Linked DNA regions of Ovis aries: region 1 is linked to region 2. A link is a contact called in public Hi-C data. All regions are on one chromosome and are shown on one strand. The core of a region is the stretch at or near the end of the contact, and the rest is flanking DNA. Distances in the headings are between cores, read along the strand shown. Region 1 holds the start of LOC132659133 (craniofacial development protein 2-like). Region 2 holds the start of UBXN4 (UBX domain protein 4).

What was found. A called contact is a pair of places that touch in the nucleus more often than the background predicts.
Region 1: a contact with region 2 is called in a Hi-C map of liver, with 2.5 times the contacts expected there. The contact joins the promoter of LOC132659133 here to the promoter of UBXN4 in region 2. A contact is called at or near these places in 2 of 16 Hi-C or Micro-C datasets (blood and liver).

What each region holds. Positions count from the first base shown.
Region 1 is chr2:175,835,863-175,838,742 of ARS-UI_Ramb_v3.0, forward strand. LOC132659133 (craniofacial development protein 2-like) reads left to right here and starts at 1,313. Exons shown (of 3, transcript XM_060408828.1): 1 at 1,313-1,464. CCNT2 (cyclin T2) reads right to left here and starts at 1,224. Exons shown (of 10, transcript XM_012139105.5): 1 at 1,040-1,224; 2 at 178-259. The coding sequence starts at 1,197.
Region 2 is chr2:175,085,273-175,088,417 of ARS-UI_Ramb_v3.0, forward strand. It overlaps UBXN4 (UBX domain protein 4), which reads right to left and starts at 1,518. Exons shown (of 12, transcript XM_060410068.1): 1 at 1,304-1,518. The coding sequence starts at 1,385.

The sequences.
Region 1 (2,880 bases), core at 63-2,562, 750 kb after region 2:
CAGAAACCGCGCATTTGAAGCAAAATGTTCATCAAGCCATTCACCTTCACTGTTAACTTGGAACACTAAATACGGTAGTAAAATCCACGACCAACTCCTTTCTACGTATCGATTGTACCTTAAAATTTGGTTGCAGCAAAAACAAACAATAAAATAGTGCAATAAAATAGTACTTACGTATCTACTGAATTTGGTGAAAGAATGGTGCATGTAAAACCTGTGCATATAAACAATCGCAGTGTTTATTGTAAGCTGAGAGCTGGAACGTAACATTTAGGAAATACTGGAGAAAAACAAGATCTCTTTCCAAAACAATTTTGAAGGAAAATATCCGATCTACGGTCCTTTTCCAACGCCACCCGTTCACTCAAAACCAATCCCCAAACTGTAATAATAAGTAAATAAATAAATACCCACAGGATGGTGGGGTGGGGGCTGGCGGTTATAAAAGGCTCCAGACCGAAATGGTAATACTAACAGTAACAACAAATGCCGAGCATTTCGCTCTAATATTGAAATTAAGCGAGCCCAGGAAGGATTGATCAATGGCTATGGCTGACTAAACCCCAAATCAGAGTTAAAACAGGCGAGCGCACACCCATACAAAACCTTGTCAATATAAAGACCTCCCGTGCGCTCCCCAGGTACGAGAAAACCGCCATCAAATTTGCTGAGAGCTAGTTCGCAAGCCCTTCTCGGACGAGAAGTCGAAGCAACCGCCTTTTTTCTGCCATAATCCCTAAAAGTCCCCTCTCGTCTGGGCGGCACTCCCATCCCCCGCCGCCACCACGCGCGGCCCCAAACAGATTACACAACGCAGCCTCCCGGCCCGCATTCCCGGTCTCCCCTCCTCCTCCACCTCTCCGCCGGTCGCTCGCGGCCTTCCGAACCCGAACCTGCCTTCCCTTACGGCACGGCCGAGGCCCAGCAAAGGCCGAGGCGACGGCGCCATGTTCGCGCGGCACCAGGCCCGGCGACCGGGCGAGTAGTGAGAGGGACAGGGCGTGAGCGGCGGAAGGCCAAGAATAAGAAAGGATACACATTGAGACGCTGTCCCATTTCCTGGATGAGGTTGGCCGCCTGCTGGCGGTACGAGAGCTCTTTATCCGCCTCCACTCCGCAGCGACGGCTCGGCGTGTTCTCCAGCTGTTCCCGAGTAAAGAACCAGCGAGAAGAAGCTCCACGGCCCGACGCCATGACACTTCCTCCTCCGCCCGCTCCCTCACCCACCCCCCGCCCCTCCGGGCTCGCGGACTCCCCGCCAAGGCCGCGCGACCCCGCCCCACTCCGCTCGCCGTAGACCAGGCACCGCCTCTTTTCACCTCCGTCGCCGTGCGTGCGCGTGCGCGGGGACCGCTCTATCGGCTCGTCCAGCCTTTTGCTTTCTCTTTCCTGCCTCCATCCTCGCTCTCGCGCACGGGACCACAATGCTCCGCGCCCCTTGTCATTTGGAGGCGCCCAGAGGTGGGGGTCGGCTGGAAGGAAAAGGTCGGCGCAGTGCATGCCGGGTCTAGGATTGGCTGGGCTAAGGGCGTGGTGGAGAGGAAGGGAGAGACTGGTTTCGGGTCGGGTGACGGGAGAGGCGGGCACGCGGCTGCGCCCTGTGTCCTGGGCGTGAACTCTCAAATCCCGGCGATGCTGGAATCTGGAGTCTGGCAGCGCTTAAAAAAAACCCACAAAACCTTTCTGTGTCGCAGTCGTTCGGCACATCCTCTATTTTTCACAGCATCGGTCTGCGCAATATCGTAGGCTCCCTACTTTCAAGTGGTAGGTGGACAGCCTTAGCTCAACGGGTGGCTCTGGCAGGGACCTACCTGAGAAAGGGTGCAGAAGAAATGACGCTCCACGTTTGTGCTGCACTTCAGTGCTTTTCCTCTACATTATCTTGTTTGAATTCCACGACTACGCAGGCTGAGGGTTTAATTGCCTGCCAAAGGTTATCCAGTTAGCAATCAGAGTATCTTGATTTCCAAACTAGGTTTCCAGTCCGTTTCGGTAGTGGTTTTTTAAAATCTGTGATTTTAAAGAGAAGTTTGAAGAGAAGCAGATGTTGTAAAAACAGCTGAGGAAAAAAGTTATCAGTGTTAAATATGGTAACACTATTCATTAACCCTTTCTCCTGTCCCTGCAAGAAAATTCCGCAGAGCTCCACCCTGGGAGTGGGTGCGTCTCTGGCTTTGACCCAAAGCCTACTGTGTGTGAATAATTTTCTAAGTTTTAAATTTTTGTTGTTAAGTCCTGTCCGACTTTGGCGACCTCTTGAACGGTAACCCCACGAGGCTCCTATTTGCCAAAGATTAGAGCACGGGAAGACATACTTCTAAAGGCAACTGGTACTTTCATTGAGTTCTTGATTAAATCTCCAGGCTTTTGTCATCGTTTTGGGGCTCCGATGCTCAGTGTACTGATCTATCTTGGCTTTGCCGGCCCCCTGTCACACATAGTATTGAGGTATTTTGGTAGTCACCTGGCGTGAACGGTTGTCTAAATAACTTACTTTCTTACCTACCTTGCTTAGAAGTTCCAGGGCAGATTGACTGAAAGCAACACTTAAAAAGTGTGTACCTTGAACGCTCATTCGTGATAAAAGCTCTAACAAACTAGGAATGTAAGAGAACTTTTGCAACTTAGTCAAGTTGATACAGCCTTAGAGCTAGCATCATACTTAATGGTGAGAAACTTTCCAACTAAAGCATGACTCCCATCTCATCACTCCTTTCAAAGTTGTCCTAGATAGAAGTCTTGTAAGAAAAGGAAATCAAAGTAAGCAGATCAGGAAGAAAGAAAGAAAACTGACTTTGTTCCTAGTAGCATAATTGTTCATGTAGAAAATCTTAAAGAGTATTAAAAAAAACCTGAAACTAGTAAGTGACTATAGCA
Region 2 (3,145 bases), core at 268-2,767:
CATGTGGGATCTTCCACTATCAGGGACTGAACTTGTGTCTCCTGCATTGGCAGGCAGGTTCTCTACCACTGAGCCACCTGGGAAGCCCTTTCTTTTCTTTTTAATCCACTTATTTTCTTATAGGTTTACAGCAGTTACTTATTATGTGAAATATAACTCTAAAAAAACAGCATAAAAGAATCTGAACTACTCCACCTCTTCTAATTAACAGCAATGAGTTAAAATTTTACCATAATTTAAAACAATTCAAAATTTCAAATTTAATGTTGTGAAACTCATATTTCAGCAACTTGCTTTTCACTACAGTGCATAAAGTTACGGGTTATTACCGAGCCTTCCAAGCCATAGTTAATAATGAACAAACCGTTATTAAACACAAATAGTTGAAATAATGCACCTCAAATTAACAGTAGTCGCAAATACTAATTCGGTTCAGGTAATGAGGATCAGCAAAACGTCACAGAGGCACAAGTGTACTGCAGATCTAGAAGACTGCACTAATAAAATACGGAGCAAACTAACCCAGAGCAACACAGAATAGATGAGTTAGTACACATTCTAAAACTGTATCTATGATACTAGGAAGACAATAAAAAGAATCAATGTTTGTGTGTCTACTTCTAAATAAACGGTTAAAAGACACTCCACTTGCAAATTATTGCATATGAGATCCTTCACTCCGATGGCATTAAAAAAAAATCCGATTTATATAGACCTCAAAGGTTTACGTTTCAGGAAAACACGAAAGCCAGTAACAGTGAAACATCAGGTGGTTTCTCTTTGTTGATTACCGATGACACAGCTTTCTTCCTGAAAGTCCACAACTAATTACAAGCAAAACTGCCTGTCTTAGGGCCCGTCTCTCGCCTCACCTACAGACTAACTATACGGGAGTTAAAGTCTCTCCAAGTGGGTCTCTCCAAGTGGAGCACTCCGTCTGGGGCGCCAGGAGGCGACGGTGGGGTCTGCCGGTCCAACTCCGCAGGCGGAGCGGAGTCAGGCTCGACCGCGAGCAGGGCGGCTAGGGCCTGCTCGACCCGTCCCCTCGCCCCGCACCGGGGAGACAGCGGGGCTCGGCGCGCTTTGGGGGCGAGGACGGGACCGTGCCTCCCGCAGGGGGGCCGGGAAAAGCGAGCGGTGGGGGTCAGGCCAGGTGTACTCCAAACGGACGGGGCAGGCGCTGAGACGCCAGGGACTGGCAGCCGGGCCTCTCGGGGCCCGGAGGAAAGGCTGGGGGCCCCTGGGGTTGGAGGTAGGCCGGAGGGGGTGTCCGTGCCACATCTCGGGCCCTCGCCTCCTTCACCTGCCACGAACACCACGAAGACCGCGCCGCTCCTCTTGGCCGACGCGATGGCGGCCGGAATGGCGCCCTGGAACCACAGCATCGCTGCCCTCGGGCCGAGGCGCTCGCTCGGTGTGTTGTCGCCGCGGTCCCGGAGTTGGCCCCGCCCTCTCCGTCGCCTAGCTCCGGGGGCCCCGCAGCCCCAGCCGGTCCGCACCCCGCCTCCGGCTCCGCACAGGAGCGCAAGCCCGTCAGCGGCCCATTGAACGCGCAGGCGAGGCGCACCCCGAGACACGTGACGCTACACGTCAGCGTAAGCGCCACGCCCCTGTGCCTTGTCTCGTTGGCAAGTCGGAGTGTGCGCGCGCACGCGAGGCCGCAAGGCGCTGCAGTCTCGGAAATAGGAAGAGGCGTAGGGAAGAATGACTAATCGCTAAATGGCGTCGGTGGCGCCTTCGCGATGCATGACGGGAATTGTAGTCTTGGCTTGGTCCCTTTAATATTCTTCGGTTCAGTTCAGTTCAGGCACTCAGTCGTGTCCGACTCTTTGCGACCCCATGAATCGGAGCACGCCAGGCCTTCCTGTCCATCACCAACTCCCGGAGTTCACTCAGACTCACGTCCATCGAATCAGTGATGCCATCCAGCCATCTCATCCTCTGTCATCCCCTTCTCCTCCTGCCCCCAATACCTCCCAGCATCTTTTCCAATGAGTCAACTCTTCACATGAGGTGGCCAAAGTACTGGAGTTTCAGCTTTAGCATCATTCCTTCCAAAGAAATCCCAGGGTTGATCTTCAGAATGGACTGGTTGGATCTCCTTGCAGTCCAAGGGACTCTCAAGAGTCTTCTCCAACACCACAGTTCAAAAGCATGAATTCTCAGCTTTCTTCACAGGCTAACTCTCACATCCATACGTGACCACTGGAAAAACCATAGCCTTGACTAGATGGACCTTTGTTGGCAAAGTAATGTTTCTGCTTTTCAATATGTTATCTAGGTTGTTCATAATTTTCTTCCAAGGAGTAAGCGTCTTTTAATTTCATGGCTGCAGTCACCATCTGCAGTGATTTTGAAGCCCCCCAAAATAAAGTCTGACAATGTTAATATTTTAGGAAATGTTAATTGTGGTTTGCCGGTACGGCTAAGGGGGCGACCGTGAGATCCGCTTCACAGTCTACGAAGAGAAGGAGAAATGGTGCTACTCATCGGAAGATGCCCTTCTTTTTGAGAACTTAAATAAGAGGAAATCATCCTCGCCCCGGATGGAACTCTATGCGACGATGTAATTCTCTATTATGATTAGTGGCTATTGTGGATGGGTGTCTCTCGGTATGAAACTTAATGGGGTTTGTAGGGATTTACTACAAGGCTTTGGTTTCTACTGAACTTAATTTATCAGCTCGACCTTGAAGAAGAGAAATACAACAGTCACCTTCTGTAATAATATACAGTGCGTGTACCTGAGGGGAGGTTTTGGTTGAACGCAGACCTTGAGTAAGGTCGTTGGTTAGAGATCACTACAAAGGACTGGAAGAAACACAAGCTGGAATCAAGATTGCCGGGAGAAATATCAATAACCTCAGATATGCAGATGACACCACCCTTATGGCAGGAAACGAAGAGGAATAAAAAGCCTCTTGATGAAAGTGAAAGAGGAAAGTGAAAAAGTTGGCTTAAAGCTCAACATTCAGAAAACGAAGATCATGGCATCTAGTCCCATCACTTCATGGGAAATAGATGGGGAAACAGTGGAAACAGTGTCAGACTTTATTTTTTTGGGCTCCCAAATCACTGCAGATGGTGGCTGCAGCCATGAAATTAAAAGACGCTTACTCCTTGGAAGAAAATTATGAACAACCTA